Regions from separate parts of the Mus musculus genome. Here all the other regions are linked to region 3. The links are chromatin contacts, called in public HiChIP or PLAC-seq and promoter capture Hi-C maps. All regions are on one chromosome and are shown on one strand. Each heading gives the region's core, a stretch centred on a gene start, on an enhancer-like site or on the middle of the called end of the contact. The rest is flanking DNA. Distances are from core to core; before and after follow the strand shown.

Evidence for each region. Promoter capture Hi-C pulls out the DNA fragments that hold promoters and counts their contacts. HiChIP or PLAC-seq counts read pairs in DNA pulled down with a chosen protein or histone mark. Capture Hi-C pulls out chosen DNA fragments and counts their contacts.
Region 1: a promoter capture Hi-C map of liver shows a contact between it and region 3, with 3 times the contacts expected there. The contact joins the promoter of Erich1 here to the promoter of Ing1 in region 3. A contact is called at or near these places in 2 of 39 promoter capture datasets (liver and pre-B cells), 1 of 484 Hi-C or Micro-C datasets (B cells) and 1 of 9 other capture datasets (liver).
Region 2: a promoter capture Hi-C map of pre-B cells shows a contact between it and region 3, with 2.9 times the contacts expected there. The contact joins the promoter of Rasa3 here to the promoter of Ing1 in region 3. A contact is called at or near these places in 2 of 39 promoter capture datasets (liver and pre-B cells), 4 of 484 Hi-C or Micro-C datasets (B cells, CD4 T cells, CD8 T cells and 1 more), 1 of 115 datasets of contacts at active chromatin or transcription factors (thymic regulatory T cells) and 2 of 9 other capture datasets (adipose tissue and liver).
Region 4: a contact with region 3 is called in a promoter capture Hi-C map of stem cell-derived epiblast-like cells, with 4 times the contacts expected there. The contact joins the promoter of Cdc16 here to the promoter of Ing1 in region 3. A contact is called at or near these places in 7 of 39 promoter capture datasets (the 3T3-L1 cell line, the HPC-7 cell line, hippocampal neurons and 3 more), 1 of 484 Hi-C or Micro-C datasets (CD8 T cells), 1 of 115 datasets of contacts at active chromatin or transcription factors (thymic regulatory T cells) and 1 of 9 other capture datasets (adipose tissue).
Region 5: an H3K27ac HiChIP or PLAC-seq map of thymic regulatory T cells shows a contact between it and region 3, with 11 times the contacts expected there. The contact joins the promoter of Efnb2 here to the promoter of Ing1 in region 3. A contact is called at or near these places in 1 of 39 promoter capture datasets (liver) and 3 of 115 datasets of contacts at active chromatin or transcription factors (pro-B cells, regulatory T cell precursor and thymic regulatory T cells).
Region 6: a promoter capture Hi-C map of liver shows a contact between it and region 3, with 4 times the contacts expected there. The contact joins the promoter of Upf3a here to the promoter of Ing1 in region 3. A contact is called at or near these places in 3 of 39 promoter capture datasets (the C10 cell line, erythroid cells and pre-B cells), 2 of 484 Hi-C or Micro-C datasets (CD4 T cells and embryonic stem cells), 2 of 115 datasets of contacts at active chromatin or transcription factors (astrocytes and double positive thymocytes) and 2 of 9 other capture datasets (adipose tissue and liver).
Region 7: a promoter capture Hi-C map of adipose tissue shows a contact between it and region 3, with 2.6 times the contacts expected there. The contact joins the promoter of Arglu1 here to the promoter of Ing1 in region 3. A contact is called at or near these places in 2 of 39 promoter capture datasets (erythroid cells and liver), 1 of 484 Hi-C or Micro-C datasets (regulatory T cells), 1 of 115 datasets of contacts at active chromatin or transcription factors (pro-B cells) and 1 of 9 other capture datasets (adipose tissue).

What each region holds. Positions count from the first base shown.
Region 1 is chr8:14,087,748-14,091,659 of GRCm38.p6, reverse strand. Erich1 (glutamate rich 1) reads left to right here and starts at 1,333. Exons shown (of 6, transcript NM_001034862.2): 1 at 1,333-1,419. The coding sequence starts at 1,398.
Region 2 is chr8:13,676,304-13,679,837 of GRCm38.p6, reverse strand. It overlaps Rasa3 (RAS p21 protein activator 3), which reads left to right and starts at 2,251. Exons shown (of 24, transcript NM_009025.2): 1 at 2,251-2,445. The coding sequence starts at 2,391.
Region 3 is chr8:11,554,913-11,558,367 of GRCm38.p6, reverse strand. Ing1 (inhibitor of growth family, member 1) reads right to left here and starts at 1,911. Exons shown (of 2, transcript NM_011919.5): 1 at 1,323-1,911. The coding sequence starts at 1,458.
Region 4 is chr8:13,756,084-13,759,767 of GRCm38.p6, reverse strand. Cdc16 (CDC16 cell division cycle 16) reads right to left here and starts at 2,112. Exons shown (of 18, transcript NM_027276.3): 1 at 1,914-2,112; 2 at 716-770; 3 at 531-628. The coding sequence starts at 1,961. All of the region lies in intron 1 of Gm46032 (a long non-coding RNA gene), which reads left to right.
Region 5 is chr8:8,659,480-8,663,371 of GRCm38.p6, reverse strand. It overlaps Efnb2 (ephrin B2), which reads left to right and starts at 2,130. Exons shown (of 5, transcript NM_010111.6): 1 at 2,130-2,888. The coding sequence starts at 2,758.
Region 6 is chr8:13,784,235-13,788,028 of GRCm38.p6, reverse strand. Upf3a (UPF3 regulator of nonsense transcripts homolog A (yeast)) reads right to left here and starts at 2,414. Exons shown (of 9, transcript NM_025924.2): 1 at 2,145-2,414; 2 at 1,776-1,882; 3 at 558-664. The coding sequence starts at 2,345. It overlaps Gm46032 (a long non-coding RNA gene), which reads left to right and starts at 2,973. Exons shown (of 2, transcript XR_001778519.2): 1 at 2,973-3,794.
Region 7 is chr8:8,689,198-8,692,801 of GRCm38.p6, reverse strand. It overlaps Arglu1 (arginine and glutamate rich 1), which reads left to right and starts at 2,265. Exons shown (of 4, transcript NM_176849.3): 1 at 2,265-2,825. The coding sequence starts at 2,485. It overlaps Mir7654 (microRNA 7654), which reads left to right and starts at 2,640; the gene lies at 2,640-2,709.

The DNA of each region.
Region 1 (3,912 bases), core at 84-2,583, 2.5 Mb before region 3:
CTACAACCTCCTTTTAACCGAGAGACAGAAGCCACTTCCTTGACATTTACATTGGGTCATTTCACTTCGAAGCTCAATGCATCAATTTTACACATCTCCGTTTGAAGTTGCTTCTTCCATGATCTTTACCAGTAAAGTAGAAGAAAGCAGCAGAGACCTATTATTAAATACTGATTTATTGATTCATTTCATGACTTATTCAAAGCACTGCTTGTCCTGCTTATTTGACAAGCATGTCTTTACTGGCTACTTGGAACATAACGACCTGGAGAAATAGCAGAAACATTGGGCTATGTTACCCTTAACAACCTGCTGACTGCCTCTTAGGCATCTGTAAAATTTCGCTTGCTTGCCCACCCCACCTTGTGGTTTTAGAGTATAAAACGCAAACAACAGACTGGAGCCCAACCAAGCCTTTCAGGAGCAACCCTGGCTTGAGTCCATCTGCGACATCTCTTCGCTTCTACTCTCACTGATGTCCGAGTGAGTGTTCCAGAGAGTCCTGCAATAGCAACAACCGCGCGCCTTCTCTCCTTCCAGATCCAAACCTGCGTTAGATAGGCTCTAAAAATGTTTTGAGCATTCTCTTCATAACATCAGGTCTTCCTCTTTCATCTTCTCAAAGATGAAACCCAAATCATTTGCTCCTGCATTATTTCCCTTCAAAGAGCCCATCTCTTTGGAATATGGTCCTTACAGTCTTCTTGGTCATGCTCCTCTATCTGACCTTTCATGAACGTTACCACCAGCTTGCAGACCATGTAGGAACTTGGCAGTCATGTTTCTGAAGACGCAGTTCAAGGGTGAAGACTCAATGTCAACAGGGAACAAGGGCTCCAGCGCGGTAACACAGCTGGTCTAAAAGCAAAGTGGAAGACGACACAATGAGAGGGATTCGTAGACGCGAAACAGATGGGAGCATCTCCAGCCGTGCAGCGGTACAACTGGCAGACGTGGTGAGGGGCGCGCGGAACGGATTGCAGGTGTCTGGGGAACCTTGCCTTGCTTCAAGCCTCCAGACCTTCCTTCTCTCCTCAGCAACCTTTCTCCAGCTTGCACTCCAAGTTCCGCAAGTGTGCAGAGCCGGTACTGTCCCCAGCTGTGTCTTGGCCCACGTCCATCACAGGGGCAAACCGCAAACCACAGGAGCAGAGCTTTCAGGCCGTCTGCCTTCCGCGCAGGCTCCAGAGCCAGGCTCCTAGAGGCAGAGTTTAAGCCACGCCCGGGCCGCATACGAACCAATCCGCCCCCGAATATGGATGATTGACATCCAGCGGCGGGGAATTCGGGTCCGGATTAGGCACTCCTAATATTGTGGGCGGGCCTACACGAGAGGAATCCGGAAGCGCCGCGCGACTGGTGGCGGCTGGGGCCAGAGATCCCGGCTGGGGTCCAGTATGTCTTCTCTTCGGAAGCAGGGTAGGCAGGAAGCGCGGAACGCGAACGGAGACTGGATCCGAGATACCCAGGGGTGGCGGACGTGGTAGGCTGATGGCCCTGAGCACTGAGGGATCGTAGGGGCTACAGGGACCTTGAGTGTCTAGGGCAAGATGGGACATGCTGGGCCCTGAGGTACCCTTCTTGTGGTGGCTTCCCCTTCCTGCTGGCTGGGTCTGGCGCTGTCGCAGCTTTTAGGGGCCTTCGTTCTCCCTGGACCACACTAGTGGAGCAGAGGCCTCACCGGACTCTGGGATCTTCTTTGCTGGGGCGGAGCTGGCGCGTGGGGATGGGGATTGGGGTGGTGGGTGGAGGACACAAGACCTAGAGTCTGGAGGATTGCCTTTACCTAGGGCAGCCAGGCCTGCAGTCATCTCTGGGTTAGTACCCTGAGGTCCTGAAGTGCAGTTCATGTGATAGGAGTAGAGAATATGAGACTTTTCTGTGTTTAAAACATGCTTCTCTCTTGTGAAATGGGAGGGAGGTGGAGGAGACGGCTAGTGGCAACTGTATATAGTTAATAAGTATCTGCTTAAAAAGCAGGAAACTAATTTCTCTGCAAGCAAGAAAACCATGAACAAATTAGTATAGTCCCCATCCTTAACTAGCGACTTTCCACTTCAGCCTCAGTGACTTAAGTTTCATCAAACTTTATGGGGGTGGGGCGGGGGGGGGGGTTGGAAGTAAGATGATCTCAGGGATCAGAAAGGACAGATATAACCCTTTCAAAACAGTCTGATCTGATGTTGTGTTTCAAGATGAACATAAGTGTTCTTTACTGAGCAGCAAAACCTTTTTCTAATCCTTGCAAGGAAGAGGATACAAACACTTTATAGGTTCAGCTGTTTCCTGGGTTGACGCCACACCCTGTGCTTTCTCTTCTTGAATTCCCTTCTATGTTCGAGATGCTTCAAAACTTGGCATTAAATGCAAGGAATTATATCATCTATAAAGCACCTCGCCAACTTTAAGACTCTTTTTAACCTCAGTAAATTAAGGTAAAATGCAGGAAAGCTTTTGGTCGTTTTAATCAGACACTAAACTACTCTCTGAAAACAGTCTCTTTTTCTGTTGAAGAGACTATATGACAGAATTATCAGGTAAAATGTAAATAGTTGAAGGATACTGTGTTTTCCAAAGAGTGGGGCTTGTGAACCCAAAACATAAACCTGGAAGTAGGCATTTAAGCCTGAGAAGGCCAGCTAGGATGCCTCATGGTGGTTATATGGGGATGGAGGAGGGAGGGAAAGCATGAGAGAGATGGGAAGAAAGGTTTCTAGGAAAGACTCAGCTTGGTAATGAATAAGATACCGAAAGAGACCTAGATCAGAGCTTCAGGCCAGCCGCAGTGTCTGGATTGGGCAGCGTTAACACTGCTATGGCTAGAGGAGACCACAGAAGGAGGCCTAAAGGAAGAACCTGACTGATCTGGTTACCCACATGATGTCATGCAGAACGAGGCAGCAAGTTCCTTTGTTTGCCTGCAGAGAAAGAGCAGCAGATGTGTAGGGAGAAGACTTCGTGTTTGAAGGACAAAGAGAAATACCAAGGACCTGAAAAATATTATAAATAGTATAACGTTCCACCCTAAAGCCCCAGCCCAGAAAGTTTGAGTCCACAGGACAGGGGTAGTAAGGAAATGTGAGCAGCAGTTTTTCTTTGATAGCCTTCCCATCTGTAGAGCCACAGAACCCACACGTGAAAATAAGTGGTTCTCAACCTTCCTGATGCTGTGGCCCTTTAATACAGTTTCTCAGGTGGTAGTGACCCCCAACCATGTTACTTTGTTGCTATTTCAGAACTGAAATGTTGCTACTGTTGTGAATCACAATGTAAGTATCTGTTTTTTCTCATAGTCTTAGGCGACCCCTTTTGGGGTCCCAACCTATAGGTTAAGAACCGTTGGTCCAGAACATCTTTTCCAGTCACTGCGTCTTTATGTCGAACCCCAAATTTGTCTGATTGAAAAACAATGAACTGGAAAAGTAGAATTCTTGGTACAAAAATCATAATCTATCTCATGGCCTCAGTTTCTAAGTGCTGCTTACAGACTTGCCTCGTGGGTGGCAGCTGCCATTTCTTAGCTCAGTCTGTCTGGGTGAGAAGGCAGTGCTGTACGCTGAGCAGTTGACGAAGCTTCCATTATAGTCTGGAACAGGACCAGCCCACCTGGTCCAGGAGTACTCTTTGCTCTCTCTCCTGCTACAATGTATTGACAGATCCCAATGAAAGTTCTTGCAGCCTTACCTGGGGCTTATCTCCTGCATGGGTAGTTAATTGTGTGACGATTGCTATTTTTAAAACCCTCTAGGAGAAAAAGCTTTGAACAAAATGTACCCAGATTCTTTTTTTTTTTTTAATTTTTAAGTACTAAAAATTTTTTAAAGTTTGAGCAAATAGATTTTTTGTGTTTGTTTGTTTGTTTGTTTGTTTCTAAGACAAGGTTTGGTTGTATAAGCCAGGCTGGCCTTGTAC
Region 2 (3,534 bases), core at 1,002-3,501, 2.1 Mb before region 3:
TGTATGGGTGTTCGGATGTCTACTAAATTTGCCTACACAAACTTCATATTCAACACAATAGTGCCTTCATGAAGCTGAGTATGAGTTAGACTACTGTGAGCCAGTCCTATGAAGGGCTCAGTTGGTTTTTTAGCTTTACAAGTCTGCATTGCATTTGGAGCAAAATGACCTTGGGACTGCAAGCCCTAGCCATCCTGGAAAGATCTAAGTGAAACCCTCTGCTAATCAGCTGCCTGCCCTTGGGATGCCCTTGAGCGGTCTAGCGTGCACCTGTGTGGAGCAGGCACCTCCCGGGTGTCCTCCTCAGAATTCAGCTTCATCTTCGGTAGCAGGCCGTCAGTGTGGAAGCTGCTCACTCTGACTGATTGCCTTTGGTTTTATTAATTAATCCAGGGGAAGCCTTCTCCTGGGAGTGTCTGTCTCTCTCCTGGCTCTCCTGTCCTGGTGGCCATGATGCTACCACATCCTCTTTGATGCTGATGGTTACCAGCTTTCCTGTCAGCTCCTGGTCCCCTTTCTGCCCCTGTCCTCGCTTTTGTCAGGGCCTAGCTCTGCGGCAGCTCAGGGTTAGCTCGTCTAGTCCTTCTACGGGCATCTGTCCCTGTGGGAAGTGCCAGTCTTGGTCAGGTGGTCTGGAGTGGGTAAGAAAGAAGGCTGCACAAGCCAACAGACAAGGCAATAAGTAGCGCTCTCCAGTGGCTTCTGCTTCTGTCAGTCCTTGCATCCAGGTTCCTGCCTTGACTTGATGATGAACTCTGAGGAAAATAAACCAATTCCTCCCCAAGTCCTTTTGTTGGAGAAGGGTCTACTACAGGGTTTCTCTGTGTACTTCTGGCTGTCTTCAAACTTACTCTGCAGATCTGGCTGGTCTTGAATCCAGAGATCTGCCAGTCTCTGTCTCCTGCACTGAGATCACCACCTCTCCCCTCCCCATCTTATTTATTTATTTATTTATTTATTTATTTATGGTTTCCAAGTTGTTTTTGGTCATGGTGCTTTATCACAGTACAGCAGCCCAGCTAAAGCAGTCTTTTGGTGATTTTGTGTCCTTCCCCACCACCACCCCCATCCCTGTCCAGTCATGTGCCTCCTACCCAAGTTCTCTACCACTAAGCTGAGTTCCTGAGCCGGAGATTCAGGGTTTTAGATGTGTTAACCCAGAGCGGCTCCCTCTCTTCCCAGTCAGAGCCTGTCTATGGCACAGCAGCTTCTGGAGGGTTCCAAATCAGCTTCTCTGGAGTTCCAGCACCTTCCTGGGTGTCCTGCCTATACACTGTATTTCTGCTCTTTGGCTGCTGGTGAGAGAGCTACCGTATAGCACCAAGGGATTTTTGTGTCACACCTTTCAGTTGGTGTATCAATGACCTAGCCTCCTGACTCCTCAAGCGATGCCACTTCCGTTTTCAGTCCTACCGAAAGGCAGGCCTCCTTCAAACCCACTGCAGAGGCTATCTCTACCGCCACTCCCCACCCACCAGGGCCTCTGGGAGACACTTCTGTGACTACTATAAGGAACGAGGGACTAGAGCTCTTGGCCCTCTAGGAAAGCTGGGAGTTATGCCAGCTGCAGGAAAAACTTAGTGGAGGGATCGGGGATAGGACCTCACAGTATCGTTGTAGAGATACAACAATTCTAAAGTTGCATACCAATCAAATTGCCAGTAAGCACCAGGTTTGAAGGTTCTGGAATGCTAAATTCAAGGGCCGCGTTGAGGCTGCCCAAGCACACCACAGGGTAAGCAGGGACTGCTTGCTGGGCACAGGGTCCACTTGCCCTCACTTTGACAGCATATCACCTTCTGATTTCTCCAGAGCGATCGGCAGGTGTCACTTTTCTCAGTCGCTGAAGCTGGGGCTAGAGGAAATCTTTTCCTTTCATACCTTTTGTTTGAATATAGCTTTTTAGATTTTAAGTGCGAGTCGGTCTTACGGGACCTGGCGGTCAAAACACAGATCAATACTCACGATCTCTCTTTGTCCCAGGTCCAGAGAGACCGGACCAGCGAGGGCTGTGAAGAGGGACCGCTTCAGGGGCACTCCAAGGCAAGTCCCTTCCGATCCCGCCTTAGAGTCCGCCTCCGCCTCCTTACAGACCCGACCAATGGAATGCAGTGTTTGACAGTAGGCGGAGTCGTACTACCCCACCCCATGCAGAGCCTTAGCCAATGAAGATCGGGGCTCTGGCGAAGGAAGGCGCCCGCAGCCCCGCCCCCGAGCTCTGCCAATGGAAGGGCGCGAGGCGGTGCACCCGGTCAGAGCGCGGACCGCAGCGCGCGGGGCTCTGGGGGCATCCGCAGCTCGGCTCCGTCTGCCGGCTTCTTCCCCTGTCTTGTCCCCCTTCTGCGGCCGCGCTGCCGGGCCCTCGCGCGTTGGCGAGGTCGACAAGCAGCATGGCGGTGGAGGAAGAGGGACTGCGGGTCTTCCAGAGCGTGAGGATCAAGATTGGTGAGGACCGCGGTGGCGTGGGCAACTCCCCAGACCCCTGTTCTTGGTATCCGGCCGGGCTGGACCGGCTCCTCGTGTTTCTCCGCCTAGACTGCCCGGTTCTCCGTGGCATTGCGGGGGAGGAGGGACCTGTATCAGGGGGCGTCTGTTTGTGGGAGTGAGCGCGCGTGGTTGCCTGCGTGTGTCCGTGTGCGCAGCACCGCTCCAGATCCCAGGCGCCTGACTTTACATGCACGAGCACGCGCGGATCCGTCTGGGTGCTCCCACTTCAGGGATCGGGTCTACTGATGTCAGTCTCCTGGTGTCCTCTCCACAGTTGTGCGCAGGAACTTATTTCCCAAGGAGGGGGCGCCCCTTCACCTTTTCGGCTGCTGCAGGCTTCGAGGCCGTGCACGCGCGCGACCGTGTGTGTGTGTGTGTGTGTGTGTGTGTGTGTGTGGTGTCTGCGCGCTGCAGGCCTGGTGATGGAGCCACCAGCACCTCCCCCTCCTTTCATTGAGAACTGGCCGTGGGAGCTGTGGCCGGCAGGCCTGGCATTCAGGCTGCTCTGGGCTGGTCGGGACTTCGGCAGCAACGCTAGGAACGGGGAGTGAAGTGGAACTGGAGAGACCTGGAGAGGACTTCCTGATTTTTTTTTTTTTAACCTGGAGATTTCGTTTTTCCCAGTTGTTTTTTATCTTGTGAGTGACGTGTGAGTCTACTTCCTTACAGTGGTTTTCTGAAGTGACCGTTACACATCAAGTCATTAACACACTGGGCAGGGGCCAATTTTCTTGGAAGGAATTCTGGGTCCTAGTGCACCGTCCCTGTAGTCTTTTCCCTCTGAACTGCGCCCCACATTACTGGCCTGTTCCCATGTGAAAAGGCCCCTAGTGGGTGGCAACAGTCACAGCCTGGTGTCAGTTGTTGATGACATTCGATGCTGTCTGAAGAATGCCAGCTACTCGCAATCAGCGTGTTGCTTCCTGTCCGCTTTATTTTGCTTTTGAATCATCGCCCGAGACAGTTTGATCTTTGGTTCAGAAGCGCTGCGGAGAGCATGTGGTGTTTGGGCTGGAGCAGAGGGCACGGGAGGGATTTCTCTTGCTC
Region 3 (3,455 bases), core at 662-3,161:
GGCGGAGACCAGGAGGTACACCAATCAGCGCGCAGAGCCAGCGACGGTGGCCCGCCCCAGCAGCGACAGGAGCCAACCCAAGGCCAGAGGACGGGCGACCCGAAGACATTCAAATCAACTCACCTCCTCTCTCCGCCCGGCCCTCTACCAGAGGAAAAAAAAAAAAAAAAAAGCAGACAGCGGAAACACAGACTGGAGCGAGTCCCGAGCAAAGCCCGCCCCCATACTGCCCGCCCCCCAATGACTCTGTAGCACAATGATAAGGACATTCCACGGGGGATGTTGCGACCAATCAAAGGGCCGCAGAGGCGGAACGTTCCGCAATATGCTAATGATTCTCCTATAAACCGAGCTGCGAAGCTGCATCTCGGATAGAGCGCGCAGGGGCGCTTTCCCCAGCAAGTCTCTGTATGCAGTGCTGGGCAGTGGCCCTCCACCACCCCCAACTCTTCCGTTTCCCTGCTGCGCAGTTCTGTAAACAAGAGTAAACTCCGAGCGGCCATCCACGTTCAAAACAGAGCCCCCTGACCTCACAGCAAAGTTTCCCCAACAGCCAACAGTTCCCGGCGGGCACGCAGGCTCCGCCTCTTCGCCACTCTGGGCAGCCCGGGTCTTCGGGTGGGCTGCAGGTCCCTCACCTGCCCCGCTCCTCTCCAGCCAGAGCCCAGCTCGCGTCCACCGATCGCAGCGCAGTCGTACACCTAGTCGGCTGCGATCCTCCCTTTCACCCTCTTCCTCCCCAAGACACACCGCGCCGGCGCCCCTCGCAGTCGGCCCGGAGCCCTGTCCAGAGCCAAGAGAGGGCCCAGGAGAGCAGGGCCTGGGCGATCGCGCGACCCCGAGTCAGGACTGCCCAGTACTTTATGTAACACTTAGAACCAGAACCTGGCGGGAGGCGGCGACTCTCCGGACCCGCACTCAGCTCCGCCGGAGTACGGCCCGCAGCCCTCTCTCTAGCCCGGTGCCCGCGCCCTACGGCCGCGGCGCCCGCATAGCACTCCACCTCGCGCGGCCGCCTTCACCCCCTCCCCGAGGACGCGGCCGAGCCCCGCGCCCCCTCCCCCGCAGCACCGCCTCATCACTTCACTACAAAGAGCGCTTTGGTCGCGCAGCCTTGCAGCCAGCCGTTCGCGCTCCTTCCTTCTCCATGTCCCGGAGCTCGGTACACAAGGACCTCGGCGTATCAAAGGCGCTCCAGACCTTTTGTTCCTAGCCCTCCGAGGACGCTACCGGGCGCTCCGGCTCCAGCAGGACCGGTCAGCCTCGCCGCCGGGACCCAGGGATGGACGCGGCCGCCCCCGCCCATCCATCACCCGCCGTACCTTGGTATTTGGCGTCGATCTCCCGCATCAGCGAGACGTTCCTCTGCAGGTCGAAAGGCAGTGACTCGATTGAGTCCAGGTAATCCTCCACATAGTTCACCAGGTGGATCTGCTCCCCGTTGGCAGGACTCAACATGGTTCACCCCGGAGGTCCCCGGCGATTCGGCGGCTTTCCGCTTCCTCCACCCCCCGCCCCCCTCAAACAGCACTGCAAAATGCAAAGCTCTCTCGCCCTTCCGCGCCCCCCCGCCGCTCCGGCCGGGCTGGCCGGCGGCTACATCTGGCGCCTGCCGCGCCGCCTCCGGGGCCGCGGGGACCCCGGCGCCTGCAGGCGCGGGCCGCGGCGGCCGAAGCTCAAGCGCACACCCCGCCGGCCGTGCAGGCCCCCTCCCGGGCGGCGGGCGGCGCGGGGGGCCGTGCGTACTAGCGCGCACACACCCAAAGAGGGCCGGCCACCGCCGCCCACCCGCCACCAGCGTGGAGAGCGGAGAGAGCGGGGCCGGCTGCGGGAAGGGCGCGCTCCGCCGCCCGCCTCGCCGCACTTGTCCAACGTGGAAAACCCAAATACCAGTTTCAAACACTTGGGAAACATTCAGCCCCGCGCGCAGCGCGCATGCGCCCCGCCACCCCTCCTCCCGGAGGCGGCCCCGCCCCCACCGCATTCACGCCCCTCACCGTCCCGGGCCGGGGGGCGGCGGGCCGCGAGGCCGGCCCGCGCGGGGGCGTGGCCTGTCATTGTCGCTGGGGGCCAGGGTCGCCGAGGGGACAGCGGCGGGGTCGCCTGGGCAGGGGAGACCGGCGACGCGAAACTTTACTAGGAGTTTGACACTCGGTGGCGGACCTACTGGGCGGAGCCGCACGCCGGCCGGGAACCGCGGGGTGCTAGCCTGCTCCTCGAGACACGCCGGGGCCGGACGAGCCTCCAGATCGCTGCCTTCAAACCGACTAACCTGAGAAGAGCCACCCTCCGCTGGGTTAACTGCATTCCCCCGCCTCCTAGCGCGGTATAAATAGGGCCCCCGAACAGAAATGGCAACGGCGTCAGCCAATCCCCTTGCGACTCTTACCTCTGCGGCCAATCTGGACGAGAAGGAGGTGTGGTGGGATCGGCAACGCCCCCCGCACGCCTAGTACTAGAGAGCTGTCCTCTTCCAGGAGGGACGAGCGGGCGGAGCCGAGCGAGGCGGAAGTGGACGCGCAGGCGCAGCTCCCTGGCGATGGATGCGGACCCGCGCGGGAGGGCAGCTATCGACACGCAAAGGGACCACCACTCCCAGCATCCTCGGCGCCTCCACGCGCCTGCGCCTTCCGCCCCCATCGTCCCTTTGTGTCGCCTCCCGGTGCTGGGTTTAGAATGGCCTGGAGACAAAGGGGCCCCCGAGGGGTGCTCTTTTCAGCGCGGAGATCTACGGTGGGCGGGCTGGCGGGAGCAGCTCTTCTCTGATCCTAACTAGCTCTTCCCCTCCCTGCCGCATCTGAGGCTGCCCATGTCCTCGTCACACTGAGTTGGCAGCGGGCACCGCAGTGTGCTTCCCGCAGGGGAGCACAACCTTCAGCTTCCCATCCCGCCCTTCCCCCACAGCTGCCGGATTTAGGGCTTTCTGAAAAGCCCGGGCAGAGCGAGGGGTTGCCTAGGCGACGGGCCCCGGCGGTCCCGCCCTCTTCCTGCCTAGGCACCGCCCTGGGGCGGAGCCTGGCCTGTGGTCGCCACATTCGCGCCTTTGTATGGCTGGGACTGTGGTGCGGCTGTCCTATTCGCCCCTCTGAGTCCCAGGTCCTCAATCTTGCTCGGCCGCCTGGGCGAGAGCGGTGGACCCGCTGCTGTGGCCTCAGGTGCGCAGGGCTGGTGATGGCGCTCTGCCTCGCCTGCGGTGTCTGCTGCGCCGGGTCAGCTCGCAGCCTTCAGCCATCTGGAGTTTGCCGTGTTTCAGCCTCAGGCATTCATCCTCCGGCAGAACAAGACTCACCGCTTCAGAACTAGAGGGTGTAATTGGAAAGGATTTGGAACAGGTTCAGGAAACACTGTGATGCCCTACCCCCTTCGGCAGGTGTGAAAGTACTCCATGCAACCCCGTGACATCTACGACATTTCCAACGCTGTATATCTTAAATAGAGTCTTGTGGAGGGTCATA
Region 4 (3,684 bases), core at 863-3,362, 2.2 Mb before region 3:
GGGAAATGAAAGATTGGGACTTGAAGTGAGAGCCTTGCTCTTAGGCTGAAGAGATGGCTTGGCAGTTAAGAGTGCCTGCTGCTCTTCCAAAGAACACAAGTCTGTTCCCATTGCTCAGAGAGCACTTCACAGTGCCTGGAACTTCAGTTCCAAAGAATCCAATGCTGCCTTCCGGTTTCTGGAGGCACCCACACTCATGTGGCACACACATAAACACATAAATAAAAATAAAAAAAAAAAGCTCTTAGCCAGGTGTGGTGGGACACACCTTTGATCCCAGCACGAGGTAAAGGTAGGCAGATATATGTGAGTTAGAGCCAGCCTGATATACCAATTGAGTTCCAGGACAGCCAGGGCTGCTACTTAGAGAAACCTGGTCTCAACAGCCCCCGAACCCCCAAGAAAAACCCAAACCAACCGATAAAACATTTTTTTTCTCATAAAAATAAAAAATTGGAGTTCTTTTAAACACACACCCAACATGAGGCCCCAGTGGCGTTTCCGACATCTCCCACAGCTTCGGTACTTACTTTGTCCAGCTTGCGTGACCGGAGCGCATGGGCTGCTCGGTGGTACTGCGCTGTGAGGTAAAGGCACTGAGCCAACCAATAAACATCCTGGGGCTCCTCTGAGGGGCAAAATTACACAAGTGGTCAGAGGCTCATGGGGAGCTTTCTAGAGATTAATTAGGGGAAATAAATTGCATGTCACTCACCATGAGAGAGTGAAGCTACCTTGTCTGCCCAAAACAGAGCACTTTGATACTGTTGCTGCATACAAAAAGCAAACACAGGGTGACTGCTGTTGCCCCCACAGTCGACTAATATAAATCCACACACCAAATCCACCACTCACTACAACACGTTCTTAGATGTAGCACGGGGCCCACCAATCACCTGTATTTTACAGCTCAGCTAGTGTGAGTTTTAGGTCGTCATTACCGTAAGAACTTCATATATACAATTCAAGATAGCAGTTTAACTCATACACTACCAAAAATGTATCAGCTAGTATCTAAAACAGTGCATAAGCGATTGAAATGCAGTCATCTAGAACTTCTGATACTGACATTTATGTAATAACACTTCCCACAAGCTCAAATGAATCCTAAAGTAGCATCTAGCAGAGCACTAGATTCAAATATTTCACAATTAAACCCATAACCCTTAACAGTCACTGGTCATGGGCAATGTCGCCCCCTGTAGTCAACTCTAACAACACTTAATCTGACAGCGGAAAGACACTCAGGAATCTGTCCTGGTTAGTGCTGATCCCTAGCTCTTACTGCCTCTGCCTCAGTTCCTCAGGATATAGTCAGAACAGGGTAGCCCAATGAGTAGCCAGGAGAAAGTCTTATGGACCCGAGAATCTGCTCTGAACAGATGCCCCCAGAGTGAAAAAAGAGGCCCACATTGTCCTCTCTACATCTCAGTGCCAAAGAAAATAATCACAAACCGACTGCCCCTTAGCACGCAGCCTTCCAGCGAAGTGCAAACCTCTGGCTCATTCACTTAGCATCTCTTCCGTTTCCCATTTATCGGGAGAGCAAGCATTTTAGCAAAAAACCAAATGACATGACAATGACGTGGACCCCAGAGACACCCCTTCCCTCGAATAGTCCCGGCTTGTCCACTCGAGAGCAGCGCGGAGGCTGAAGATCCAGCACGGGGTATTGTTTCCAGTCCTAACTGGAGACAGCTAGCTTGTCTTCCCAAGTATTCTGTCCAATAAGAAACACAACTAAATCCTCCCAAATGTCCTACGGTCCGGCCAGATTCCAAGGTCCCAGTGCAGCCGTCCCAGCCCAGCCCAGCCCTGCTCCCGCAGTCCACGCAGGATCGGAGCCATCGGGGCCGCGCTCCCCGCCGGGCCCCACCGCCCCGAAGCCCAGCGTCCGGCCCCCCGCCGCGCACCTGGTCCAGGTACTGCCGGACGCGTTTGCGCAGCGGCTCCAGGTTCATGGCCGCGAGGCCAGGGCAGGCACCCGACGCCCTCTCGAGCCTCCGCGCGCCCCCGGGGTGTCGAGGGACCCAAGCCCGCCGACCACCGCCCGGACCAGACCCCGCGCGCCACACGGCACTTCCGCTCCGACAGGCCCTACCCCGGAAGTCCCGTGCAAAAGCGTTCCCCCCGTCGGGTGTGTGCCCACTCTAATGGTTCCGTGGCGATCTTGGGCGCCAGCTCCTAGTCCTAACCTGTTCGCCTTTGTCCGGGAGGGAAAAGGGATCTAGCGGGACTCCGTGCCTTCCGGGAGTGGAAGAGACGCTTCTATAGCTACCCTTCTCCCTACCGGATATTTTTAAGATCGAATTTTTCTCTCTACAGTCCTGGGTGGTCCAGAGCTGTCCCTGGGTACCAGACTGGCCTCTTACTTTCAGACTCCTACACACACACACACACACACACACACACACACACACACAAACACACCTCCTTGGGTGCTGGAAATAAAGAGGTCCATCACCACACAGGGTATTTTGTGTTCTTAAAATTCCATTCTGTGCACTGTGCAGCCTTTTGAAAGTATAGAGACTGGTACCACTCAAATGTTCTGCTCTCACCCCTGTGAGCAGTTGGCTGCATCCTTTTCTGTGAATGACACATATGTATGACAGGGTAATATTTTAAGGACACACACACTTTTCCTGTCTTCTCCATTTGTAGGTAGTGATCCAACCGTACTTATTGACTTGAAGCGGGTGTGTGGTAAGGCATAGTTGACCATATTTACGGCTGTTTTCATTCATTTTACGAATAGAATTGTTTTATAAAGGAAATTTGTGCTGTCACCACAGATGGTAAACATCAAAGACAGGAATTTAATCTTTAAGTCAGATGTTATTCAGAGAGCTAGTTATCTGAGAAAGAAGCGGATTAACATTCTAACACCCCGTCTTTTTATCTCATCTCCAGCCAAGAAAACCTTATAAAGAGCAAACAAAGGCAATTATTCCAAAGTTTAATACTGCCTCTGGTCAAGGGTCAGCCTTACTCCTGAGATTATACTGGTTTGTGTCTCCGTATGTCTCCTGCACTTCTTCCTGTTATTGCTCTGTGCAGCTGGGTTTGCACCGTCCCAGGCTGCCGAGACCTTCATTGTTCCTGGAGAGACACTTGGGACAAACAAACGATTAGCAGTGTGTATGTGTTGAGCTATTTGCAGAATGCATTGCAGGTTTCTTTACGACAGTACGAAGCACAAGTGTATGCTTGCAGAATATTAAGGAGCCCCATCTGCCTCTCCTGTCTGCAGTGAATTTTCCTGAATTGTCTTGAGTTTCCCATGATCTCTCTGTAAAGCCTACAACAACACTATGGAGTTCCTCTTTTCCTTTGTCTTCCCAGATGTAGCGACTACAACATATCCTACCTAGCATATCCTACCTAACATATCCTACCTAGCATATCCTCCTCTGCATCCTTTCTGTACTTTGTCTGTGTGTGTAATTACAAATATATCTCCTCTTCTACAAGCAAGCTGAGAGGTACAATATTTCATTCTGAGACGTGCTTGGCTCACGAGGATACTTTAAATGCTTTTCTTCATCGGAAGCCACCTTGTTCTTTGCGATGTTTTATAGAGTTCTCCAGTCTGTGGCGGTAGGTCCCATGTGACAGAGGAGAGCTATAAATGTGGCCCAAGGGAATAGTATAAACTTCCTTAAAACACTATGAGGTTCGTAT
Region 5 (3,892 bases), core at 881-3,380, 2.9 Mb after region 3:
AGTGTGGTCAAGTTGCAGAACAGTCTGAGGACCAAACTGGTTAGCATTGGCTTAGAAGCCTGGTGTGTCGTACATTTTTGCTGGCTAATAGATTGTTCTTTGTGAAATTTCAGCTTTGCTGCCACTCTGTAAGAAATCATTTATATTTTGTAATACATTGTACTTTTAAAATTCCCAAGTCTATTGACTGAGAAGCATCCTTAGCTTTAGGAACCAGCGACTTCCTCAGATTTTGTTGTCATTTGGCATAGAGTTGTGTCCTGTTTTCAAAGCATCCAAGGATTTAGTTGTGAAACGAAGCTCTTCTCAGAGACACTGCAGCATGCTTGCTGTGGCCGTGCTTTAGGATTTCTTCTATGGTTCTCTTTTGTATTTGCCTGGGATAATGACAAATGTAATGTTAAATATAAATGGCTTGAGGTTATGTTTTAATTTCCTAAATGACTGGATAAACAGTTGAGGACCAAAATGATATGTGTGCAGTTACTGACTCCATGTCCCCTTTAGAAGTCACACAGGATTATTTTTGATTTTTTTTAAAGTATATTTACGTTGTCCCCAAAGTAAAATGCCTTGAGTGTTAGGGTATCTGGCTTACTGAAAATGGTATTTTTAGAAGCTGGGTTAAAACAAGTGCCCTTTTTTCCTCTTCTCCAGTAAAGGTCAAATAGCAGCTCCTGTCAGTTTTTTCAGTCAGGAAGTTAAACATTACTCTGTGTGTGTGTGTGTGTGTGTGTGTGTGTGTGTGTGTGTGTGTGTGTGTGTGTGTGTAACCCTTGTTTAACCTAGCGTGAATCCCATCTCCCCACCCACAATCATATTGCAGGCATAGTTAAAAATAGTAATTACAGAAAAGGGTTTCTTAAAGCTGTATTTTGGTGTGTTCAATACATTGTGTTTTGGTCTTAAACGAGTTTTTCCAAACCAATTCGTAGTTGCAGTATACACTAACTTACATTAAGGTTTTTGAAAGTCAACACTTTTTAAAGCTCGAAATTTGTTTTAAAGAAGGATGAAGGGGGCGGGGGGGGTGTTGGGAGTAGTTAGTAACTAAATCATGGGGCTTGTTTTTAAAGATATCGGTGTGGAAACTGCTTAGTTCCATTTGAAGAAGTTCTGGTATTGATGGACAGCATTGTAAGAAGAGACGTGGTTAATTTTTGCTGGGCCATGGGCTGTACATGGGACTGTGCCTTCCACCTACTTTGTTCTCTCTGATAACGGGCATCTTAAGCAAGTGGTTTTCGACTTGGGAATATCTGGATCCTTAAGATTTGATCCTGTAACCGGTAGGCTTGTTCTGAAGTACGGAGAGGCAAAAGTGGGCGCTAGTGGGCGCTGTGGATCCGTAGAAGTCACAGCCGTGGTTCAGTTTTTCAAAATCGGTCTTGGGCAAGCAACCGAGTATCACAACTGCCACTTCTCTGACTGATAGTTGTCCGGGTCACACCTAACTTCCTGGCCACTGTGGGGTCGCGGGGTGTCCCGGGAGCTAGTGAAGAAAAGTCCTCCCAGACGTTGGTAGTGGAGCTTTGGAGGCGCTGTTCTTGCGGGGAGAGGACCGGAAAGGGAGCGGGCGCACGGAGTTGGGTCTCGGGGTCGGGAAGGGCGGCAGACTGGCTCGCACTGCCGGTGGGCTGCTAAGGCTCTCAGCCTCGTGAGAGTCTGATTTGAGTTGCGTCGGACCGGGCCGGAACACTTGGTGCCAGAATCAAGTTAGAAGGCCCTCAGTTAATGGCTCAGAGGGATCCGCCAAGTACCAGGGCGCCATACGCGCGAGGGGCGGCAGGGAGCGAGCGCCACAAGGCGGAACGCTGCGTCCACCACGTCTCGCCCTATCCTAGCGAGGGCACTCGCCAGCACAGGCACTTGCCGGGCGAGGTGACCCTGCTGGTGCGAGTGGCTAAGAGGCGACCAACCCTGTGCCCGGCGCCCAGCGGGGCTCGTCCTGGGGGCGGGGCTCACCTGTCAGGGGCGCCCTACCTCTGGGTGCCCAGTGTCGGGTAGGGGGCGGCAGACTGACGGGAATGCTGCCCAATCAGCGCGCGCTCGCGGCGCGGCGAGCCAATGGGCTGCGTTTGACTGGGCGGGGCCCCGCGTTTATAGTGCTCTGACAGCGCGCCCGGCGCGCTGACTCTCCGCGGCGGGGACAGAGGCACCGGTCGGATCGCGGAGCTGCGCGCAGAGCGGGTCCTGGCGCCCTCCCCGCACACAAAGGCCCGCGCGCGTCAGACGCCTGCGGGGGTTCCAGTGCTCTCCTGACTGCTTAGTGGCCGCGAGTTGCGAGGATTCAGGAGGCGCCCTTTATCTCTGCGCTCCAGGACATGGAACCGCGCCGACGCGGCGCTCGCTTGCCCGGGCCACTGCCCGCTGTCCTGGATCTATAGTCAGGCGGCCCCTCTCGGGGAGCAGCACCCGCCGCCTCACACCGACTCGTCTCTCCGCTGCGGGCCTTTGTCCCGGCCCAGTGCCCTCGCCGCGCCCGCCCTCCGCGGCTGGCCCGGCACCCTGGAGCCGCACGGGAGCCGACTGTCCCAGCTGCGTCCGGCGCAGCGCCCCGGAGCCCCGAGTCCGCCGAGCCGCCGCGCCCCGCGCGTTCGACCCCACCCCGCGCGCTGAGGGACGCGCAGGGTGAGCGCACCTGGCCTCGGCGACCGCGGGAGCGGCGCGGCGTGTCCGCCCCGGAGGATTGGGGGTCGCTGCCCGCGGCCGGTCCCAACGCGTCCCGGAGTGCGCAGAACTGGGAGCGGCTTGGGCATGGCCATGGCCCGGTCCAGGAGGGACTCTGTGTGGAAGTACTGTTGGGGACTTTTGATGGTTTTGTGCAGAACTGCGATCTCCAGATCGATAGTTTTAGAGCCTATCTACTGGAATTCCTCGAACTCCAAGTAAGTGGTGTCCACGAGCCTTCTCTCTTCCGCGGTGCCCTCGGCCGGCGCCCGGGGTACGCTGTATGGTCCGGGCGGGAGGAGGCCTTGGACCCTGTTTCTAGAACCTGGGGCTCCTGTCCCCTATCCCCCACCCTTCCACATTTCTCTAGGTGGGGACCGGTTGATCTTGAGAGCGCGGGTTCCAAGGGTACTCTAATTAGGCTCCAACCTCAAGTGCTCTAGGAGTCCCAAAGCCCTGGCGACTTGGTGGCATGCCCGGTAAGGTGTCTGATGGCGCTACCCGGCCTCCTTTCTTTTTCGAGGACGGAGGACGTTGCCACTAACGGGGCTACAGACACACATTGGCGGGCTCCGAGAGATGCTGCGCTTGCGAGGAGCGCGGGAGCCACGGGCCGGGGCCCAGCGAGAAGGCGACAAGAACTGAGAGTCTGGGGTGGTGGAGCGTCCCTTAGAGGAAGGGAGCTGGGCCCGGGGCGTCCCTGAGCCGGGATACCTCGGCGCCTTCTTGCTAGCCCGAATGTGCGCGGGGAGCTCGATGGCTCAGCCAGAGAGCTCAGGCGGCGAGCTCTCTGCATGTCGGCCTCTCCCTTCGCGTCGGAACTGGTGGTCTAGGTCCAGTGCGGCGCGGTCCACTTAGGTGGCTTAATTTTAACGACGCCTTCAGGGCCCTACCCAGTCAACGCTGCAGCCTTTGCACTTGGGGAATCGGGAGTCAGACTTGCTTTTAGCAAAGCGCACAGTCGGGAGAAAACCAGGCCTGAGACTAACTTTCAGGTCTGGTCTCCCTGAGTGCGCTCCTTGTTTCGAAAATGCTAGCCATCCCTTGGAATACGCAGCCATGGCCCCAGTAACCGTGCCTGGGTGCTGCTTCTTACCTCATTTCCCAACCACCGCCAGAAAGTGCTGTGCGGAATTCTGGACTCAGCCCTAGGAGAGCGTGGAGACGCGGCTGGCTCCTGGTTGGAGTCAGACCTTTCAGATTAGAAGCAAAATCAATGGCC
Region 6 (3,794 bases), core at 1,165-3,664, 2.2 Mb before region 3:
CCTGACGGAGAAGGAACACCGTTCAGTTGGGGGAGGGGGATGGATGGAAACTGATGGATGGGGAGGGCAGAAAGCACTTCCTACAGAATGTTTACAAACCTTAAAAGCAGAAAATCTAACACAGGACAGTCGGACAGGACGGGGAAGGAGGAACGTAAGAAACGGATCCAGAAAGTTCAGGAGCAGAGTCCCTGAAGGGGAGACTGCGCCACAGGCTCCATGCCTGATATTCATGACCATACGCCCCTCCACCACGCTTTCAAGAAATGGCAATCATGGCCAGTGCTCTGGATCCCTGGCCTAAATATAAGTGTATGATATAGCCCAGAAAACTTTCATCAAACATCGTAAGATAACTTAGTTTTGGAACACAAGGTTCATTTATTGGGAAAAGGAGCCTGTGAGAACTTACTCCCCAGCAAGGTCACGATCCCTCCCGTTCTTATCTCATGGAAGGTCTGGGATGCTTTAGTTTATAAGCTCCGTCAGCACATGACGTGACAGTAAGAGTTTATGACCTTATTTTAGCTGTGAGAAGTTAACTGAAACTCACTGACCTTTATTGCCAATGAAGATATAGCCGTCAAAACGGTCTCTGAACAGCAGGATGTCATCAGGGTTCCTAAAATTAATGTATGCTCTGGAGTAGACATGAGGATAAAGGCTGAAACCGAGGCAACAGTGGTTAGTAAAACGGACGGCCCTTGATTCTGCCTTATCTCCTATGAATAAGCAAATACTTTTTCATGCCCGAGAATCACGTCTCAGTAAATTTTAACAATTTGGATATTCCTTAGCAAAAAAACAAAACAAAACAAAACACCCCGAAGATAAAGCAACCATTAACTGAAGCCTTAATTATCCAGGACCGCCTCTTCTGTACAGAGCCAAGGGTAAAATACTAGACTCCAGAAGTCACCATGCCATGGGTACTTTTAGAGCCATTTCTGGTACATCTGAACAAGAACGAGACTTGTCTAGGCTCCTTCATGGATGACATGCTGTATTTTGAATGGGTGTCAGACCACGTACCAAGGAAAAACTAAATCATTCTCCCCGTCTCACACACAACTCTTTTCACAGGTAGGAACGATTCCATTCCATTTCACAAAGAATACAGAAGTTTAGAGAAATCTGTTGTTCGTACAGAGGGTGCAAGTTACAAGCTGGGACCGGAATTGCACACCGAGTAATTGCACACTGTTCTTTTAGCCATTTTTCTAAACTTCAGCCACCTGAAAACCACCTGTGGTTTTTCAAAGGATACCCATTTAATTATTCATATTTTTATTAGAATAGACTTTAAAAAAAATAACAAAACAAAATTGGTATCCCAAAGGAAAGCGTATATGACACAAATGAGAAAGAATACCATAAAAGGATATAAAAATAAGTATCGTGGAAAACCCACGAATTCCTGTGGCACTGACATCTGCTGCTTAGGTCAGCCCTGCGTTGCTCGCATCCCCACAGGCAGGGAACCTTCTGGCTGGGTGGTGGTGCAAGCAATGAGAGATTCCACTTCTCAGGGCTCAGTTACTGGTCCCTCACTAGGGAAAACACTCCAGACTCAACGTGTGTAAGGGATGCAGTCCGGTTTTGCTCATCATACAGTTTATTAAAAGCTACGCCGAGGAAGGCATGGTAACGGGCTGACGAGGTGACTTGCCCGCTCCTAACGTGGGCGTGCACTGACAGCTGGGAGGGGACTGCAACTGCGAGCGCCCGCGGGGTCCTCCATCCTTCACCAGTGGGTGTCCCGCAGCAGCCCTCACCTGAGGTCCGCAGCCACCACCTCGAAGTAATCGTGCGCCGGCAGGGGGCGCAGTTGCTCTTCCAGCTGCTCTTTGGTGAGGCCCGGGGGCAGACGCCGGAGGACCACCTGGGATGACCATTGCGTTCACTCAGGTGCTGCCGCCCGCCACGCCCACTCAGCCTGAGGTTCCCCGGAGCTCGGGGGACCGCGGCTCCCCAGCTCCACCCCGACTCGCTAATCCTAGTCCAGACTGCTCGCAACAGCCCGCATCACTTCGGAGACTAGGCTCCGCCCCTGAGATGAACAACCCGCCCCGCCCTCCCCAAGCCCCGCCCACCGGGGGGCTTAGAAGCCGTCCTCTCGCGAGACTTGCGGGCCCCGCCCCCACCTTGCTCAGGGCTGTCCTCTTCTCCTCGCGAGGCTTGCCGGCCCCGCTCTCACTTAGGGTCGGGGCCGGAGGCGCCGCCGACTCCTTCCGCGGTGACTCGCGGCGGCAGTGGGTCTCTGAGCTCGATAGTTTCTCCCTCCAGCTCGGGCCCCGCGCAGCCAGGGCTGCGCCTAAGCCTCCGGCCCCCTCTTCCGAGCGCATCCCCACCGGCCGGCCGGCCGCCGCCACCTCCGCGAGAACGAAGCCTCGCGAGGACTAGGCAGCCCCTCCCTTGGAATTCGGTGTTCAGTGTCCCCTCCCCGGCCCTGACAGGGAAGGGGCGGTGCCAATGCTGGCCCGCGCCTGTAGGGGGCAGCGCGGCAGTTTTTAAAAGACAGCGGACGTCCTAGAACGGCGGCGACGGTGAAGGAGATCGGTGCTGCCAGCCACGCGGAGAGCAGATGCTCACTCCGGACGTCCCGTGCGCTGCTGACCTGCGGTGGGGACTGGGAGCCCCCGGTCCACCCGGAGTCACTGGGACAGTACCGAAAGTAAACCCGTCGCTCTCCTCGCCCCACTCTGCCCTCCGCCTCCCTCCTACACGTTTTCTCTGTTGAGACAGGGCTTTGTGTAGCCTTGATTGTCCTGGAACTCACTCTGTAGACCTGGCTCTCCTGGAGCTCAGAGATCCTCTGCCTCCTGGGATTAAAGGCGTCTGGCTTTTTATTTTTATTTTATTTGTAGCAGATATACGAACAATACAGTTTTCCCATGTGCTCAATGATGTATAGCACCATTCTCCCTACGTTAATGGTAAAGGAGAATGAGAGATTTTCAGAAATCGATCGTGGCACTCCTGAAATGTGACGTTTTAAATAAGCCAAAGACTCAAAACCGTTTAGGTCTGCGTCAAACAGGCCTCAAACATCGAGAGTTCTATAAAAGCCTGGGCAAGAGCGGTTTTCCAGTATTTCGTGTTGCAAAGAAAGCTAGGACTGAGCCCATCACTTGAACCAGCTCAGTTTGGAATAACCAGTTACACTGACCAGAAGTTCTGATAGCCTCTTAACCTTTATTAGGAAGAAAACACACGTGTGAGAGGCTGATAAAAATGTGGACGACGAGTTGTCAGGAAAAACCAACCCATACCCAGTTGTTAAGATAGTACAAGGTCGATGGATAGTAACTTCACAATGGAAGAAAGTTGGAACATTACAAGCTTGGAGCCAAAATTATCTCGGGCTGGCTTTTGCCCCCTTAAAGATAAAGCCATTGACTGTCCTCCTGTGTGCCTGACCCAACACCCTTTCACCTGTCTGGCAAACTGCTGGTTAGTTTATGTCAGCTTGACTCAAAATAGTCACTTGGTTGTGAAGAGGAAAGAGTTGAGGCATTATTTTCATCAGATTGGCCTGTGGAACAGTTTCTTGACTAATGGACGTGAAAGGGTCCCACAGCAGTTGGACCTTGCTTGTAATAAAGCCAATAAGCATTCTCTGTGGCCCTGCTAGTTCTTGCCTCCAAACTCCTACTTGAATTTCTTCTCTGATTTCCCTCACTGAGGGATGTGACCAGAGAGCTAGAAGAGGAACTAAATCTCTTCCTCCCACAAGTTGCTTTTGGTCAGTGTTCAGAGTGTAATGAGTTGTGGAAACATGAAAGATACCATTG
Region 7 (3,604 bases), core at 1,016-3,515, 2.9 Mb after region 3:
TCCTGGAACTCACTTTGTAGACCAAGCTGGCCTTGAACTCAGAAATCTGCCTGCCTCTGCCTCCCAAGTGCTGAGATTAAAGTACCATGGCCGGGCTGAGAGCCTTCTTTTGTTCTGAATACACTTAAAATTAACCTGGGATGGTATTAGATCTCCCAGCCTCCATTTCAGATGAAGAATTAGATATCTGGTCATTTATCTTTAGGGGAAAGGCTGTTTGCATTGTTCAGAAAAGAACAGTTTCAGACTGAAACAAAAGGTAGTTTTTGGAAGTTAGAGTTCTCCAGATTCAATGACCAGAGAGAGCTGTGATGAAAGTGGCTTACTCTGGGTTGAAGGTGTGCAAAATCCTGTCATTTAAAATTCTCTAGAAAGCTGTTTTACATTACTATGGAGGCCAGACAAGATTGTTGTATTTATTTACTGATTCATGATGCTAGCCAAATGTCCCCTCACCCTGTGTTCCAGGTGCTGGGCCTGGCATGGGTTCACTGCTGAAAGGCAGATCAGGGGACTGTGCCTCTCTCAAGGGGAATTTCTCAGCAAGACAGAATATTGCTAAAGTGACTGACAGCCAGCTAAGGTACTGAAAGTCTGATGGTGGTGTTACCCTCAAACTCCTGTCTATCTTGAAACACAGGATGGAATGTCTGCAGATGTCATGAAGATGAGGGTGCTCTGGAGCCTGGAGGGAAACTACACTCAACTCTCATAAGAAGGTGGTACGGGCCAGGGCACTTGCTCAAGACCTTGGTTTATGCCGGGCAGTGGTGGCACATGCCTTTAATCCCAGCACTTGGAAGGCAGAGGCAGGCGGATTTCTGAGTTCGAAGCCAGCCTGATCTACAAAGTGAGTTCCAGGACAGCTACACAGAGAAACCCTGTCTCAGAAAAAAAAAAAAAAAAAAAAAAAGACCTTGGGTTACATCCCCAGCACCACACACACACATAAAAAGAAAGAATGAGGCTACGATGGTGATGGTGTACGCCTTTAATCCCAGCATTTGGGAGGCAGAGGCAGGCAGATCTCTGAATTCCAGATCAAACTGGACTACAAAGCTAGTTCCATGATAGACCACAGAGCTGTCCAGGGCTGCAGAGAGAAACTGTCTCAAAAAAACCTACACATACACACACATACAGAGAGGTAGAGTGGAATCCTTACTGCCTTTGAACCTCCAGAAGAACCCTTCCTCTAAACTTCATGAATTGGACCTAATATGCAATGTTTCAGCATTAAAAGGTGGGCCCTTTGGGAAAGAGAGTAAGCCCTGGGGCTTTGGTTTAAAAAAAAATGCAACTAGTGTGTTTTGTGTGTGTGTGTTTTGTTTGGTTGGGGTTTTTTTGGCCTAGTGTTCTTAAGATGTTTACAAGGGAACCCTTATCTTATGCATTCTTTTCCCCTCCTAAGGTCTCCTGCTGGAAGCTCAGACAGAATCCTTAGCACAAACAGATCCACTACTTAATAGAGTTCTCAGCCTCCAGAACTGTAGGAAACAACTTTCTCTTGGGTATAAAATAATGAGTCATTGGTATTTTGCTATAGCAGCTCAAAAACTAAAAGACTCATTGAGATAGGCCACTACCCATTTTTCTTTTCGATGTCTTTAAAGAGAGCTATTGCTCTCTGGGACTAGGCCTTGAGCTCATTATGTAGTCCAGGCTGGCAAAATCCACAAAACTGTAACCTTTTAAATAAAACTTTATTAAGAGCATTTAACTGGCTCTAACATATACATTCTTAAGAAAACTTGGGACTCCTCTGGGCATTGTTCTAATTTATTGTTTGTTTACAATAAATTATTAACAATTTATTAATTGTTCTGGTTGGTATGTATGCATGCATGTATGTATGTATGTATGTGTGCAACCCCAGCTGGCCTCCAACTTACTAAATAGCCAAGGCTGACCTTGGACAACTGGTCCTTCTGATCCATCTTCTAGGGGCTAAAATTCTGGGCATGTACCACCACATCCAACTCACAATTGATACATTCTCAATGCTGGCTAAGGAAACAACAGGACTTTCCCAATTACTCGGGCCTTATCCTGTCTTTCAGCCAAGGCTCATCATAAATATTCTCCAACTCCTAAGGTTTTCGTGGGTCTTGTTGAGGTGAAAGTTAAAGACCTGAAGGCTGGCCAGCATTCTTCTCTTTAGTTGCCACGCAGCGGCGGAAAGAGCCGAGCGCGCTCGGCCGCATTCGCCGGCCCTCCTAGGCGACGTCGTCAGGGGGCGGGGCTCGTGCCGGCACGCTCGGCGCGGGGCATTGTGGGAAGGGCGGCCGGTGCTGCCACAGCTGCCATCTTAGGGACTCCGGGCCGGGCCTGCTAGGCCTTCGCGGCGGAGGCGGCCGTGTGCGTGGCGGGTGCGCTTGGGGCGAGGCGGAGGGTCCGCGGGCGGGGGGCCGCGCTTCCCAGCGGCGAGGGGGCGGCCTGCGGCGGGCAGCGGGCGACAGGCGGCGGGCGCCGCGCGGCGCGAGGATGGGCCGGTCGCGGAGCCGGAGCTCGTCCCGCTCTAAGCACACCAAGAGCTCCAAGCACAACAAGAAGCGCAGCCGCTCGCGCTCGCGCTCGCGGGACAAGGAGCGGGTGCGGAAGCGCTCCAAGTCCCGGGAGAGCAAACGGAACCGGCGGCGGGAGTCGCGCTCCCGCTCGCGCTCCACCAACGCGGCGGCATCCCGGCGCGAGCGGGAGCGCGCCTCGTCCCCGCCCGACCGCATCGACATCTTCGGGCGCACGGTGAGCAAGCGCAGCAGCCTGGACGAGAAGCAGAAGCGCGAGGAGGAGGAGAAGAAGGCGGAGTTCGAGCGACAGCGAAAAATGTGAGGGGCGCGCGGCTGGAGGCGCGGGGCGCGCTCACGGGGGCCGGGTGGGGCGGGAGCGCCGGCCCGGAAGTCCGAGTTGAGGGCGCGAGGCGGGAGGTTGGCGGGGCTGCGGATCCCCGGGCCCGAGGCGTTGGAGCGCAGGGCACCTGTGCGGGGGTCCGTCCCGGGGCGCGCCCGGCTTGAGAGTGTGGGCCCTTTCTGAACCTCCTTTCATACGGTCGTTCAAAGACAGATGCACAAAGTTGCAGCGGACACCCGGGGTGCCTCTCCGGCCCCTCTCTTTTTTGTCTTGGCCTCAGCCCCTCTAGTGAGCATGCTTGACCCTACTGTTGACCCTGCTGTTTGCCCGCCTAAATGCTTCTAGTTTCAGAGCGCTCTTATCCGAATTTTTCACTTAGGGCAAAACCGGTTCCCATCAGGGGACTGGACTTGAAATTTGGGGGAAGATCACGTGGTTTTGAGTGAGGCGGCTTTCGATGTGAAAGTAGGTGTTGATGACCCAACCAGAGTAAACTTGAACGTTGTGAAGTACTTTTTTAAAAAAGATGTGCCCAGCCCCCCTCCCCCCCCCCGCCCCAGCCACGTGGAGCAATAATACTAAGCATATGTGTTCCCTGTTAAGCCAGCCATCGTTTCCGGAGTAATTAACTGAAGACTTGAATAAGTGGTTATGAAGCAGGAACTAGGTAGTTTGTGTATATGACTTGTGTAGGGGTTTCTATTTTCTGCAAAAAAATAGAAGGCAGATTTTTGTGGTAGGCAGGTTTTCCAGAAGC